2 separate regions of the Mus musculus genome follow, and region 2 is linked to region 1. A link is a contact called in public Hi-C data. All regions are on one chromosome and are shown on one strand. Each heading gives the region's core, a stretch centred on a gene start, on an enhancer-like site or on the middle of the called end of the contact. The rest is flanking DNA. Distances are from core to core; before and after follow the strand shown. Region 1 holds the start of Alpk1 (alpha-kinase 1). Region 2 has its middle 8.1 kb from the start of Gm35585.

The links. A called contact is a pair of places that touch in the nucleus more often than the background predicts.
Region 2: a contact with region 1 is called in a Hi-C map of muscle stem cells, with 2.0 times the contacts expected there. The contact joins the enhancer-like site here to the promoter of Alpk1 in region 1. A contact is called at or near these places in 6 of 39 promoter capture datasets (the C10 cell line, the HPC-7 cell line, fetal liver and 3 more), 5 of 484 Hi-C or Micro-C datasets (the 63-12 cell line, B-cell progenitors, cortical neurons and 2 more), 5 of 115 datasets of contacts at active chromatin or transcription factors (the 230-238 cell line, CD8 T cells, bone marrow-derived dendritic cells and 2 more) and 2 of 9 other capture datasets (adipose tissue and liver).

What each region holds. Positions count from the first base shown.
Region 1 is chr3:127,777,941-127,784,420 of GRCm38.p6, reverse strand. Alpk1 (alpha-kinase 1) reads left to right here and starts at 3,894. Exons shown (of 14, transcript NM_027808.1): 1 at 3,894-4,260.
Region 2 is chr3:127,849,974-127,856,494 of GRCm38.p6, reverse strand. No RefSeq gene overlaps it. Among named protein-coding and RNA genes, the nearest start is that of Gm35585, 8.1 kb to the left of the region's middle. Within about 2 kb of position 2,959, at least 32 of the 459 cell types and tissues checked have an H3K27ac peak or open chromatin away from gene starts, as enhancers often do. A contact at or near this core is called in CD8 T cells, cortical neurons and muscle stem cells, where this site is marked.

The sequences.
Region 1 (6,480 bases), core at 2,645-5,144:
AGGACAAGGGAGAAGAGGAGGGGAGGAGGGAGAGGAGGAGGGGAGGAGGGAGAAGAGGAGAATGAAAAAGAACAAAATCATCTAAGTCCAAGTATTATATTTATATTACTAAGTGTCTTCTTCTGTCCACTCCTACCCTCTGCTCGTCTCTACCTATAGTTTGCTTTTTTCCCCAATTACCTTTACATCATTTATTCCCAGTTTTCATATCTCTCATCCAGGCCTGTTTATTTCCACTCTTATCAAGACTAATTGAGCTCCTCCATCAGTTATGTCTAGACTACCACAATAGCTTTGAAATTCCGTTTCTAATCCTACCATAATCCACAATCCGAACTTCCTACTGTAATTTTTCTTTCTAAAATGTATGCATTTATTGTCATATACTCTTGTGAGCGCCCGACTCACCAGCAAAGCAGACGCCACAACAGGATCCTTCTGCACATGTTTATTAGGAGAGCTTGATTGCAGAGGCGAAAAGACCCCGAGCCCAGAACTGGTGCTGCTTATATAGGCCTAGAAGAGGCGTGTCTCACACCCGGATTGGTTATACTTACTACCTCATTTGCATGTCTCACATCTGATTGGTTAACATGTCTCTCATCTGATTGGTTAACATGTCTCTCATCTGATTGGTTAACATGTCTCTCATCTGATTGGTTATATTCTCAAAACCTCATCTTGGTTAAAAATTTTACTGCATATGTACACAATGGGTGTCTACCCAAACTTATGCGTGGTGGCCAGCGGTAGCCAGTGCCACCCTGCAACGGCACATGTGGCTTCCCACAATATATATGACAGTTTTCCAAGACCTGCCAGTGTGCGGTGGGCAGAAGTATGTGCTGGTGATGAAGCACAAAGCACCCACTGCCTGTGCAGACTTCTGCCCACATACCCAGCTAACTCTTGATCCCTTCCTCCTCCACCCACCTGCCACCATGGGGCTTTGAGGTCATGACTTGTGTGCACTACCAACACCCACAGTGCCAAGGCAGCACTTGGCACAAACCAGACACTTCTATCATGTTTACACAAACAAATAAGTGATAGGCATTTGCTTCAGCATTTTATATTCAAAACAATAAAACCTAGATAATCAGAATCAATACGGTAGGGCAGGCCGTTTTTCTAAGTGTACCACTTGAGTGTACGCCTCAGACATTTACAGTAAGTGAAGCTTTTGTTTATAAATTTCTACATGGGACTGTTATCTTGGGAAACTTTCTGGAACTCAATGTTGTGATTAAAAATGAAACATCACATCTCATGTTTCTATGGCTCTAGGAATTTTTGCCAGGAATGCTTATCACAGAGAGACGTGGCTATTGTCCAGACTCTATGAAGATAAATGACTCACACACTGGTTTCTTCTCAATGTCTTCTCATATTTCTATGTATCCATCGCCTTCTTTTAGGCACTAAAATATCACTCCTTCTCCTCAAGTAAATTTTTTAAATTTAACTTTATGTTTTTACTTATTCACGTTATATCCTGCTCGTTGTCCCCTCCTGGTCTCCCCTCCCATAATCCTTCCTCACTCTTCCCTCCCCTTCTCCTCTGAGTAGGTGGGGCTCCCTGAGTATCCCCTGATCCTGGCACTTTAAGTCTCTTCGAGGTTAGGCACATCCTCTCCCACTGAGGCCAGACAAGGCAGCCCAGCTAGAAGAACATATCCACGTACAGGCAACAGCTTTTGGGATAGCTTCTGCTCCAGTTCAGGACCCACATGAAGACCAAGCTGCACATCTGCTACATGTGTGTGGGGAGGTCTAGGTGTAGCTCATGTATGAGTTCTGTGGTTGGAGGTTCAGTCTCTGAGAGCCCCAAGGGTCCAGGTTAGTTGACTTTGTTGGTCTTCCTGTGGAGTTCCTATCCCTTTTGGGACCCCAGAAATCCTTCCTCCTATTCTTCCATCAGACTCAAATAATTTCTAACACTTCTTTTACTTGCCTGCTCCCAAGCAGAATTCTTAAAAAAAAAGTCACATATATTGAAGTTGATGTTTGTTTTTTATTATAATTTTAAATAATTACAAAAGATCTCTGTGTGGTTTTCCTAAACAAAACTCTACATGTTCTTTCTTCCTTCCTTCCTTCCTTCCTTCCTTCCTTCCTTTCTTTCTTTCTTTCTTTCTTTCTTTCTTTCTTTCTTTCTTTCTTTCTTTTTTCTTCCTTCCTTCCTTCCTTCCTTCCTTCCTTCCTTCCTTCCTTCCTTCCCTCCCTCCTTTCTCTCTCTCTCTTCTCTCCTTGGGACCAGATCTCACTATGTAGTCCTCTAGGACTCACTCTATATACCAGACTGGCCTTGAACTCACAGATATTCACTTGCATCTGCCCCAAGCCCAAGTGCTGAGATTAATGGTGTGTGCCATAAGGCCCATGCATATTCTTTTAAAGGCCAAGCAAAATTATATGTCAAATAATTTGGCACCCCTAACATCTCTCTATAAAGGCATGAAGATTTTTTTAACAATTGTGAAAATTTATATTATTCTATCTAAGTTTCTGTTTCTATTACGTTTCCTTCATAGACTTTTCTCATAGTACAAAACTTGCTCTTATATCTCTGTGTTTTTCTCATTTATATACAGTAATATATATATATATATTAAAATTATTTCTCTTTTTTGCTACAGACACTATTGAATAAACATTCTAAAGACAGGCCTATTCAATGCTTACAATACATGTATTTTTAATTTGTAATTTATTTAAAAGATAAATACAAAGTTACATATTTGATGAATGCCGAATAACAGAGTGCTATTTAAAAGTGCATTTCTCAATGATATTTATGGTACTTAGAAGTTAGTTAACAGATGCACATTATCTATAGCTACAATAAAGTAACATTCCAAGAAAGAACATACATTAAAAAAGGAAACTCTAGTTATGTAAATAAATGGAAAGTTTTGTTATAGTAATTCTATGTTCTTACTTGAACAACTTTTTTTTTTTTCCTGTTTGCTTTTTCTTTTCCAAGACAGGGTTTCTCTGTGTAATCCTGACTGTCCTGGAACTCATTAGTTAGACCAGGCTGGCCTTGAACTCACAGGGATCTACCTGTCTCTACCTCCTAAATACTAGGATTAAAAGAGCACACCATCACTCTGGCTGGTCGAACAACTTCTAAAGTCATGGGTGAAGAATTATTGCCGATCACAAGTCAGTGTTTAGGCAATCTAGCTTTTGACCGCTTGGATCGTTCCTTCCACTTGGTTGAGAAGCAGAGCTGGAATCCGTCCAACTGGCTAAAGCATTTGCTGCCCAGGTGCGGAGAGATTTCTGTTCTCATTTCTTGGGTCATGTACCAAAGGCTTTACCCAAATGCTTCCTGTTGGTATTACTAGATCCATTCCTGCCCTGGAGAGTTGGCTCAGCGGTTAAGAGCACTTGTTGCTGTTGCCCTTGTAAAGATGCCCAGGTTCGATTCCCAGCACCCACACGGAGGCTCACCACCTCCTCAAATATGAAGGCAAAACACTCATACACATAAGATAGTAAAAATAAACCTTAAAAAGAAAAGAAAGTCCATTCCTATTCTTTCTAAAGAAACTTCCTCAGCACAGCAGGCTCAGAAAGGCTCGAGAAAGTTAAAATATTGTTGACCTCTTAAAACTTTTCCAATAAAAAATGTCTTTTTTTTGATAAACATTTTAACATCTTTTCATGTACTTTTGACATGTTTTTTTATCAAAACTTGAGTCTCAGATTTCATTTGCTTCGACCGTTGAAAGACAAACCAGTTATCAGACAAGTTCCTTTCCTTGTGAAAGTTCAGGGAAACTCCTTATTTGGAGTAGGGCAGAGATGGAGTCATCCAAGAGTGAAGGAAGAGACTGCCAATGAGAAAGCAGGAACATAATGACACTATTTTGATGTCATCAAAAGACAAGCTCTCCTTGTCCCCTTTTGGGGGTCGATCTCGGAATTGGAGCGCAGAGGAGAAGTAGGCGTCGCAGAGGCACGTGTATCAACACGTTTATTTGCACTTGAGGCCAAGCTGGGGTTTTCCTGGTGGACGGTGCCAGAGTCAGTAACACGACTCCCAGAAGACCTTTCCCGCAACAGTCCCTAACGGGGCGTGTCTTGGCGTGGCGTTAGACAAGCACGGTCTGAGCAAGGAAGGACTTTTCTTTTCAGATTCCCGTTTCCTGAAACAGAAGCTGTTGAGGAGAAACGCTGTGTTTCCGGGAGGTTGTACCGGAATAAAGACTCTCCCGGGTCAGACTGCTGCTCTGAAGTGTTATTTTCTGAGTGAGTATCAGCTTACAAATGAAAACTTGCAGGAGGTGCGGTGCAGATGCTCGCAGGATGGGGGCGGCAGAGTGTTCTCAAAGGTGATTGCGGTAGACTTGGTGCCACCTCTGTCTCTGTTGCTTTTAAGTAACTCTTGAGCCCTTAGAAAGGTTTGCGCTTCTAGAAGCTCCTCAGAAGGGACAGGGGGGAAAAAAGAGCAGAGGAAAGGCTACCTACAGTTCAGTTGTTGTGAAGAGGAGAAAAATATGAACCCTTTAATGTATATATATATATATGGATTAATAGCAATGTACTTAGTCACAGAACTTGCCAGACCTGCTAGCCTTACTGCTCACAAAATCAGTGTCTGATGAGGGCATTAAAGGATTGTGGGGACTACTGATTTGAAACTGGGTTTGGAGCACATAGGAAGCTATCAAAGACGCTGCCGCTTGCTTGTACGATGGAGTCAGTAATTTCTTGCCAGGGCACAGTTGTGTGAATGTCACTCAGCATACTTGGGGAGTAGGGACAGAAATTCTGGGTGTGGGCAAGTCTTGGTTACAAAGAAAGCGCACATAAAAAAAATTAAATTCCTTTGGGTGTCTAGGTAAAATGGTCCTATCATTAAAAAATTGTAACATTTGAAAGTAGCACTCTAGCCTGGAAAGTCACAAATTAAAACCTCTGAAGTTGTTAGTATTTACAGCAGGTACCAGCACAAAGGCAGGAGCAGATGAGCAGATTTTATGTCACAACACAATGTCACCTCCATCCTAATACTTGCTTCTTGGCATTTGAAAAAACTGTGTGCTTCTAACACTCCTAAAAGTGACAATATTGACCTTTGCCTGATGAGACGTCACAGCTAAAAACTATTTCAGAGTTTCCTGTGTCTGTTTGTTGCTTCTGCTCAAGCCTACACAGGTCTCCATGCGCCTTACTTTGCCCTCAATGTTCTTGAACATTTGAGAGCATTCGTGACTGTAGAAGCTTCAAACCTGAGTCACACTGTCCCCAAAGTATAATACCCATGCTACCGATTTTACATGACACCTGCCAAGCCCTCTACCACTAAAGAATTAGATTACATTCTTAGTTTAACATTCATTATACATCCTATGATTAATTCTGGAGATATGGGTTGTTATCAAGCCTGATATCCTGGGTTCAGTTCCTGGTGCCTGCATGGTGGACGGAGAGATACAATTCTCACATGTCCTCTGACCTCCATGTGGGCTGTGAAGGGTGGGGAGGGGCAGACAGCTGAGAGCACTGCCACACACTGAATGAATGTCTCTGATTTTTTTTTTCATTTTTTATTAGGTATTTAACTCATTTACATTTCCAATGCTATACCAAAAGTCCCCCATATCCACCCACCCCCACTCCCCTGCCCACCCACTCCCCCTTTTTGGCCCTGGTGTTCCCCTGTACTGGGGCATATAAAGTTTGCAAGTCCAATGGGCCTCTCTTTCCAGTGATGGCCGACCAGGCCATCTTTTGATATATATGCAGCTAGAGTCAAGAGCTCCGGGGTACTGGTTAGTTCATAATGTTGTTCCACCTATAGGGTTGCAGATCCCTTTAGCTCCTTGGCTACTTTCTCTAGCTCCTCCATTGGGAGCCCTGTGATCCATCCAATAGCTGACTGTGAGCATCCACTTCTGTGTTTGCTAGGCCCCGGCATAGTCTCACACGAGACAGCTACATCTGGGTCCTTTCAATAAAATCTTGCTAGTGTATGCAATGGTGTCAGCGTTTGGATGCTGATTATGGGGTGGATCCCTGGATATGGCAGTCTCTACATGGTCCATCCTTTCATCTCAGCTCCAAACTTTGGCTCTGTAACTCCTTCCATGGGTGTTTTGTTCCCAAATCTAAGGAGGGGCATAGTGTCCACACTTCAGTCTTCATTCTTCTTGAGTTTCATGTGTTTAACAAATTATATCTTATATCTTGGGTATCCTAGGTTTGGGGCTAATATCCACTTATCAGTGAATACATATTGTGTGAGTTTCTTTGTGAATGTGTTACCTCACTCAGGATGATGCCCTCCAGGTCCATCCATTTGGCTAGGAACTTCATAAATTCATTCTTTTTAATAGCTGAGTAGTACTCCATTGTGTAGATGTACCACATTTTCTGTATCCATTCCTCTGTTGAGGGGCATCTAGGTTCTTTCCAGCTTCTGGCTATTATAAATAAGGCTGCTATGAACATAGTGGAGCATGTGTC
Region 2 (6,521 bases), core at 1,710-4,209, 73 kb before region 1:
GCTTAGCCACAGACAATGGCCTCAGGTAGATTGGAGCTTCCCACTCTTGCCTAAGTGCCTCCATAACTGATTTTTTTTGGGGGGGAGGGGGGAGGGATATTTTATTTATTTACATTTCCAAATGTTATCCCCTTTCCCCTCTGGAAACCCCATCCTCCCTCCCCCTGCTTCTATGAGGGTGCCCCCTTCCCACCCATCCACTCCCACCTCCCCACTTTGGCATTCTCCTACATTGGGGCATCTAGCCTTCCCAAGACCAAGGGTCTCTCCTCCCACTGATGTCCGACAAGGTCATCCTCTGCTACATATGTAGATGGAGCCATGGGTCCCTTCATGTGTAGTCTTGTTTGTTTATTTGTTTTTGTTTGTTTTTCGAGACAGGGTTTCTCTGTGTAGCTCTGGCTGTCCTGGAACTCACTTTGTAGACCAGGCTGGCCTCAAACTCAGAAATCCGCCTGCCTCTACCTCCTGAGTACTGGGATTAAAGGTGTGTGCCACCACACCGGGCTTCCATGTGTACTCTTTGGTTGATGGTTTAGTTCCTAGCAGCTCTGGGGTGGTGGGGTGGGGGTGGGGGTCTGGTTCGTTGATACTGTTGTTCTTCCTATGGTTTGCAAACCCCTTCAGCTCCTTCAGTCCTTTCTCTAGCTCTTCCATTGGGGACCTGGTGCTCAGTCCAATGTATTGCCAGGCTCTGCCGGAGCCTCTCAGGAGTGAGCCTCCAGGACTGATCTTAAAGAGGTAAGTAAATCTGAGTTCAGAGCCTGCTGTTCCCATTGCAACACCACAGCACAGCACAGAACCATCTATGTTGCCTGGGCTGCCCAAAGACAGAGACGTTTGACGAGAGGAGGAAATTGATAGAAGCTCCCACTAGAAGTTGCCCTTCTTGGAATATACATACATATATACATACATACATACATACATACATACATAAACTGGCTTTCTAGGATTATAGATAGATAGATAGATAGATAGATACTTTCATTGTAATGGGATCATGAGCCTGTTATGTAAATGTTTTTATCACTGAATATGAATTACCATAGAGTGAAAACTGACAATATGGCCCAAACATCAAGTTAGAATCCTTATAGCAGCATACTTTCTGCCTTACACATACATGTACATTCTATATTTTAATTACTATGAAGCAACCACTATCGTGACTGAGACGAGGCCATGTAGCTGTTGACAATTTTGAGCTGCTGGGACAGGGAGAGACAGTTTTCTCCAAGTGTAGCAGCTGGTAAGTCAACTGTGCATCAGTAGGAGACCATACATCCAATAGACGAGTCATCCAGCCAAGAACTAAACAGAAATAGTGGTGCTAGATGATGCTATAAATCAAATGGACCTGGCAGATATTTACAGAACATTTCACTCAAATATCAAAGACTATAACTTCTTAGCACTTCATGAGACCTTCTCCAAATTGACCATATAACTGGACACAAAACAAGTCTCAAGAAATACAAGAAAATTGAAACATCCTGCATCCTATCTGACCATCATGAATTAAAGCTGGCAACAACAGAAACAAAAGGAAGCTTACAAATTCACTGAAACAGAACAACTCACTTCTGAATGGAAAATGTCAGGAAATTGAGAAAGAAAATTTAAAGTTTTTAGAATTGAATGAAAATGAAAACCCAACATCCCCACACATATGGAACACAATGAAGGATGTTCTAAGAGGCTAGTTCATAGCACTAAGTGCTTATAAAAAAATATTGGAGAGATCTCATATTAGTAACTTAATAGCATGCTTGAAAACTCTAGAACAAAAAGTAGAAATCGCATCCTCAAGGAGCAGACAGCAAGAAATAATCAAACTTGGGGCTGAAATCAATAAACTAGAGACAATCGATGAAACAAATGGTTGGTTGAAAAAAAATCAGTAAGCTTGATAAACATCTAGTCAGATTAACTAAAAGGTGGAGAGAGAAGATCCAGATTAGTAAAATTAGAGACAAACATGGGGAAACAACAGCAGAAAGAAAATATCAACAATTGGGACCCATCTGGTGCCCAGCAAATTTGGGCTTTGGAATGCAGGACACTCCCGGATTCTGAGGAGGAGGAAAAGAAGGAGGAGAAGGGGGAAGACGAGGAAGAGGAAGAGGAAGAGATGGCTGCCTTCAGGATTCCAGGGACTGACTCTCGGTAGAACTAGGGCCCTGTGCTCGAAGCTACTGCCTCTGGCAAGGGAAGAGATCTTCCTAAACTACTGCTGGCAGAGGGAACTCAACCCTGTCTAGGTCTCCAAGATGCTACACACTGCAGTCAGCAACTGCTGTGGCCGTTTCCAGCCTGCAGACAGAAGTCCATACAGAACACTTCAGAGACATGCTGCTCTGGAGGTCATCGCATGGTAATCCTCTAATTCTCTGCTGGGGACAACCCTGATGCCTTCTAGAACACTGACAGGGAATACTTCTTAGAGCTGTAGCTAGCACACAGTCTTTGCCTGGATTGGATTTCAAACCTACTTCGTTTCAATCACAAAAGAGGCAGGAATGCAAAAGAACCCCGTTGAGAATAGCAGTCTGTATCCACCAGCTGCCTCGCTACAGCAGCCTAATCTTTAACAGAGGTGTCAAAAACACGCAGTAAGAAAAAGGACAGCATCCTCAACACATGCTTCTGGTAACACTGCACGGAGTTCCAGTGCTTGTAACAGAACTAAGCTTTCGACCTGTACAAAACCTCAATTCACAATGTATCAAAGGCCTTAATTAGACCTGCAGCTCTGGGCCCTGCGCAGCCAGGTCAAGTGTCCTGCCTCTCTGGTGCTCCTCTAGCCCAAGGCTTTCCTGGTGTAATGGCCACCATCCATAGCCTCAGCCGTACTGCCGTTCCTCGTATGCAACCTTTTAATACACCAAGAAGCCTTTCTTGTTGGGAAGAATCTGTTTCTGGCTGACTGTCAAACTGAACGCTGGTCCTCAGAGGCGACATGGCTCCCCCTTTTGGCTGAACAGAGCACAGCTAATCTTACTCGTGTCAGCATAGCCTGTAAGGCTTGGTCTGACCTAAGGATGCACTCTAGTTTTTATTATAGGCCTAGAGTTTTAGTCTTCTTTAAAAGGCAAATAATTTGGGCTTGCCTGAAGTACTTAGAGAGTTTTTAGTAAAACATTGTAACAAATGTATATATTATTATAAATTATTAAGATTAGTTTGCGGTGGGAAGTTTGTGCCATGCTGTGTTGGGTGTGTGTGTGTGTGTGTGTGTGTGTGTGTGTGTGTGTGTGTGTGTGATTGTGTGAGGCTGAAGCTTTTGCTGTGGCATACATATCAGAGGACAAGTCTGTGAAGTGAGTTTTCTCCTTCCACGTTTATGGGTGTCCTGGGGAGTAACCTGGGGTCACTAGGCTTACACGATAAACACTTTACCAACTGAGCCATCTCACTGCTCCCAACACATTTTTTTTTAATAAGATGTAAAATTTTGAATACAGATTTTAAGACAACTTGATTGATGTCTTATCAAAACACTTGAAAGGCTCTGTATAAGGAGGGAAGACAGATGGCGACTGTTTTCTATAACAGCTGCCATTTTCCGTCTTCCTTACTGGGGAAGTCGCCTTAGAAAGCAGAGCAGCCTTTGCTGCCTCAGCAATAAATGCACGAGAGTGAGCCATATCCGTAAAGGGCCAGACGGTTAACATCTTCACAAGTCATGCGACTTCTGATGCAGTTTTTAAAATCCTTGGGGGGGGGGGCGGGAATGAAGTCAGACCAATTGGGAAGAGATGACCATTGTTCCACTCCAGCAAAACTGCTTTTGAACACTGAAATTTAAATCTGTTATAGTTCACTGAATCTTGATAGATATTAGTATATTTATTTCTTCTTCTTCTCATCCTCCTTTTTTCCCCCCAAAATAAACCTTATAGTTTTTGAGCTATGCAGAGTGTGTGGTGAGCTAGACAGCCAGGGAGCAGAGCTGGCAAGCCTGCTTGAGTCTGCGCCTCGCCTCCCACTTGGCTGTACATCCTCAACTCCAGCCACATTTCCAGTTCATCCTGCAGTGAACATCCCGAAGCACCTCAAACCAAAGCCATTTGAAATGAACTCATGACACATGTCTCATCCTGGCCATCTGCCTGCCTGTCGAAAGCCACTGTTTCTGCTTATTGCACATTATCCCCGTCATCCGGGCTTGACAGTTAGAACTCCTGCTCCTCTGACTCAGGATCCTTGTGGATCCTTGTGGATCTAGCTCTGGCTCTGACATTGGTTCCCCCTCAGTGCGTCCAGCATGGCTGTTGGCTAATGGCACAGGTCCTAAAGTTCTCCTCCAGTTGTGTCCCTGTAGGACTGTGAAGCTTTACCAAGTGTAGTATAAACGATTTCAATTGGTAGTTGTCTTAGTTAGGGTTTTACTGCTGTAAACAGACACCATGGCCAAGACAACTCTTATAAGGACAACATTTAATTGGGGCTGGCTTACAGGTTCAGAGATTCAGTCCATTATCATCAAGACAGGAGCATGGCAGCATCCAAGCAGATATGGTGCAGGAGGAGCTGAGAGTTCTACATCTTCATCTGGAGAAGATTAGCTTCCAGGCAGCTATGATGAGGGTATTAAAGCCCACGCCCACAGTGATACACCCTTCTCCAACAAGGCCACACTTAATAGTGCCATTCACTGGACCAAACATATACAGACCATCACAGTAGTGAAGGCCTTTAAGACATTATCTCAAAGATGTTTCTAGTCTTGCTTCATTCTAAACACAATCAGCCTTCATGAGCAAGTGTGGGGCACTAATGTACTGTTAGAATAATAAGCAAGAATAGCATGGTTCTGCATTGTTTACAGTCTAGCTGTGGGAAGGGGGTTAATCAAGTTGTCCTGTAAAGATAGAAGGTAAAACTGTGGTGAAGTATCATGAAGTAATCCTTTCAGAGAACAAACAGAACCTTCCTTGTAAAGTTTTATACAACAGGGAACTCTCCGCTTCCAACACAGGGAGAGCTGTTACTAACAGCCTTTCTAAACTGCAGGTGCTTGGGTGGCTGTAGCCTCCCTCAGCCCTGAAGCAGGCTGATCCAGACTTTGACCTTGCTACCACTAAGAAGGAGATTACCTAGGGTGGAGCCTTCCGACCTAGCTGGCTCTTTTGTCCTGTCACCTGCCACTGCTCTCTCCAAGACACTGCTACCTGCTGAGAAGCCCCCAGATATTCCAGAGGAACTTTCTATCCTGCAGGTCGCCCACAGGCTGGCTCCAGACACCAAGAATGGGCTGGAAGGGGATGGGCCGTCCCCCTTATAAGCACACTCTCTTAGTAAACTGGCGGGGCTTGAACAGAATCGTGCCTTGGTCTCCATTCACCTCTCGCCCTCTAAGTCTCTTTCAGCTCCAGCCTGCCTCCCAGGTATACCCTGCAGGCCGGCATACAACAGGTAGCAACAGTAGAGCTTCCTTCCACACTAGTTTGAGCAATATGTCTCGTTTCCATGGTATGAAGAGACTCTGCTTCCTAGCCATATATTTCCTCTTGCTGGTTATATTCCTATATGCAGTATGTGACTGAAATAAAGATCCTCCTCCAAAGTTATGCAGGATATCACAACACCCTCCACACCACACCACACCACACCCACCCACCCACACACACACACACACACACCCTTGAAAGCATGCCTGGAAGAAATACTCCAACAAGAGGAAAAAAAAATCTCTCAGAGGCTTTGAGAGCTGTAGAAAATAAGATTATATAAAGCTTTACTTTATTGTGGTGATATTTCTGCTCATCTCTACGTATGTCAAAGCTTATAAAATTTTGTGCTTTAAACACGAGTAGTTACTCAGAGTAGGGCTGGTCTCAGCCTTGGCCAGAGAAACTTCTTTTCACAAGGGTCAGAGCAGAGATTCCTCACTGGTCAACGGGCTGAGAAAGTTACCACCGTGAATGCTCAGTTAAATAAAACATCTGGTGAGATGGCTCAGTGGGTAAGAGCACCCAACTGCTCTTCCGAAGGTCAGGAGTTCAAATCCCAGCAACCACATGGTGGCTCACAACCATCCGTAAGGAGATCTGACTCCCTCTTCTGGAGTGTCTGAGGACAGCTACAGTGTACTTACATATAATAAATAAATAAATAAATCTTAAAAAAAAAAAAAAAAAACATCGATACCGTCCCCTCCAGGGCCCAGTGAGCATTACAGGGCCCAGTGAGCATTACAGAAGAGAAAGAGAAGAGCTAAGGCTGGGTTGCTATGAAATGAATATGACATGGTCATTGCACTTGTGAACACACAGGAGCTGTGGATCCCCACCGAGACTGGGCTCTTCAGAACTTTGTAGTGGATAAGGGAGGCGCTCATGAGGAACTTTATGGTTGCCAGGGGAGAGGATATCATACTTGTCTCGTGATAAGAGTCCCTAGTAAATTGTCTGTGCGCCAGTAGATAACCCCTCATCCATGCACAGGTAAGCAACCCTCACTGAATTCAGGGAGTCAAATAGAAAATGACACAAAAGTAGGAGATTAGTGAGGAA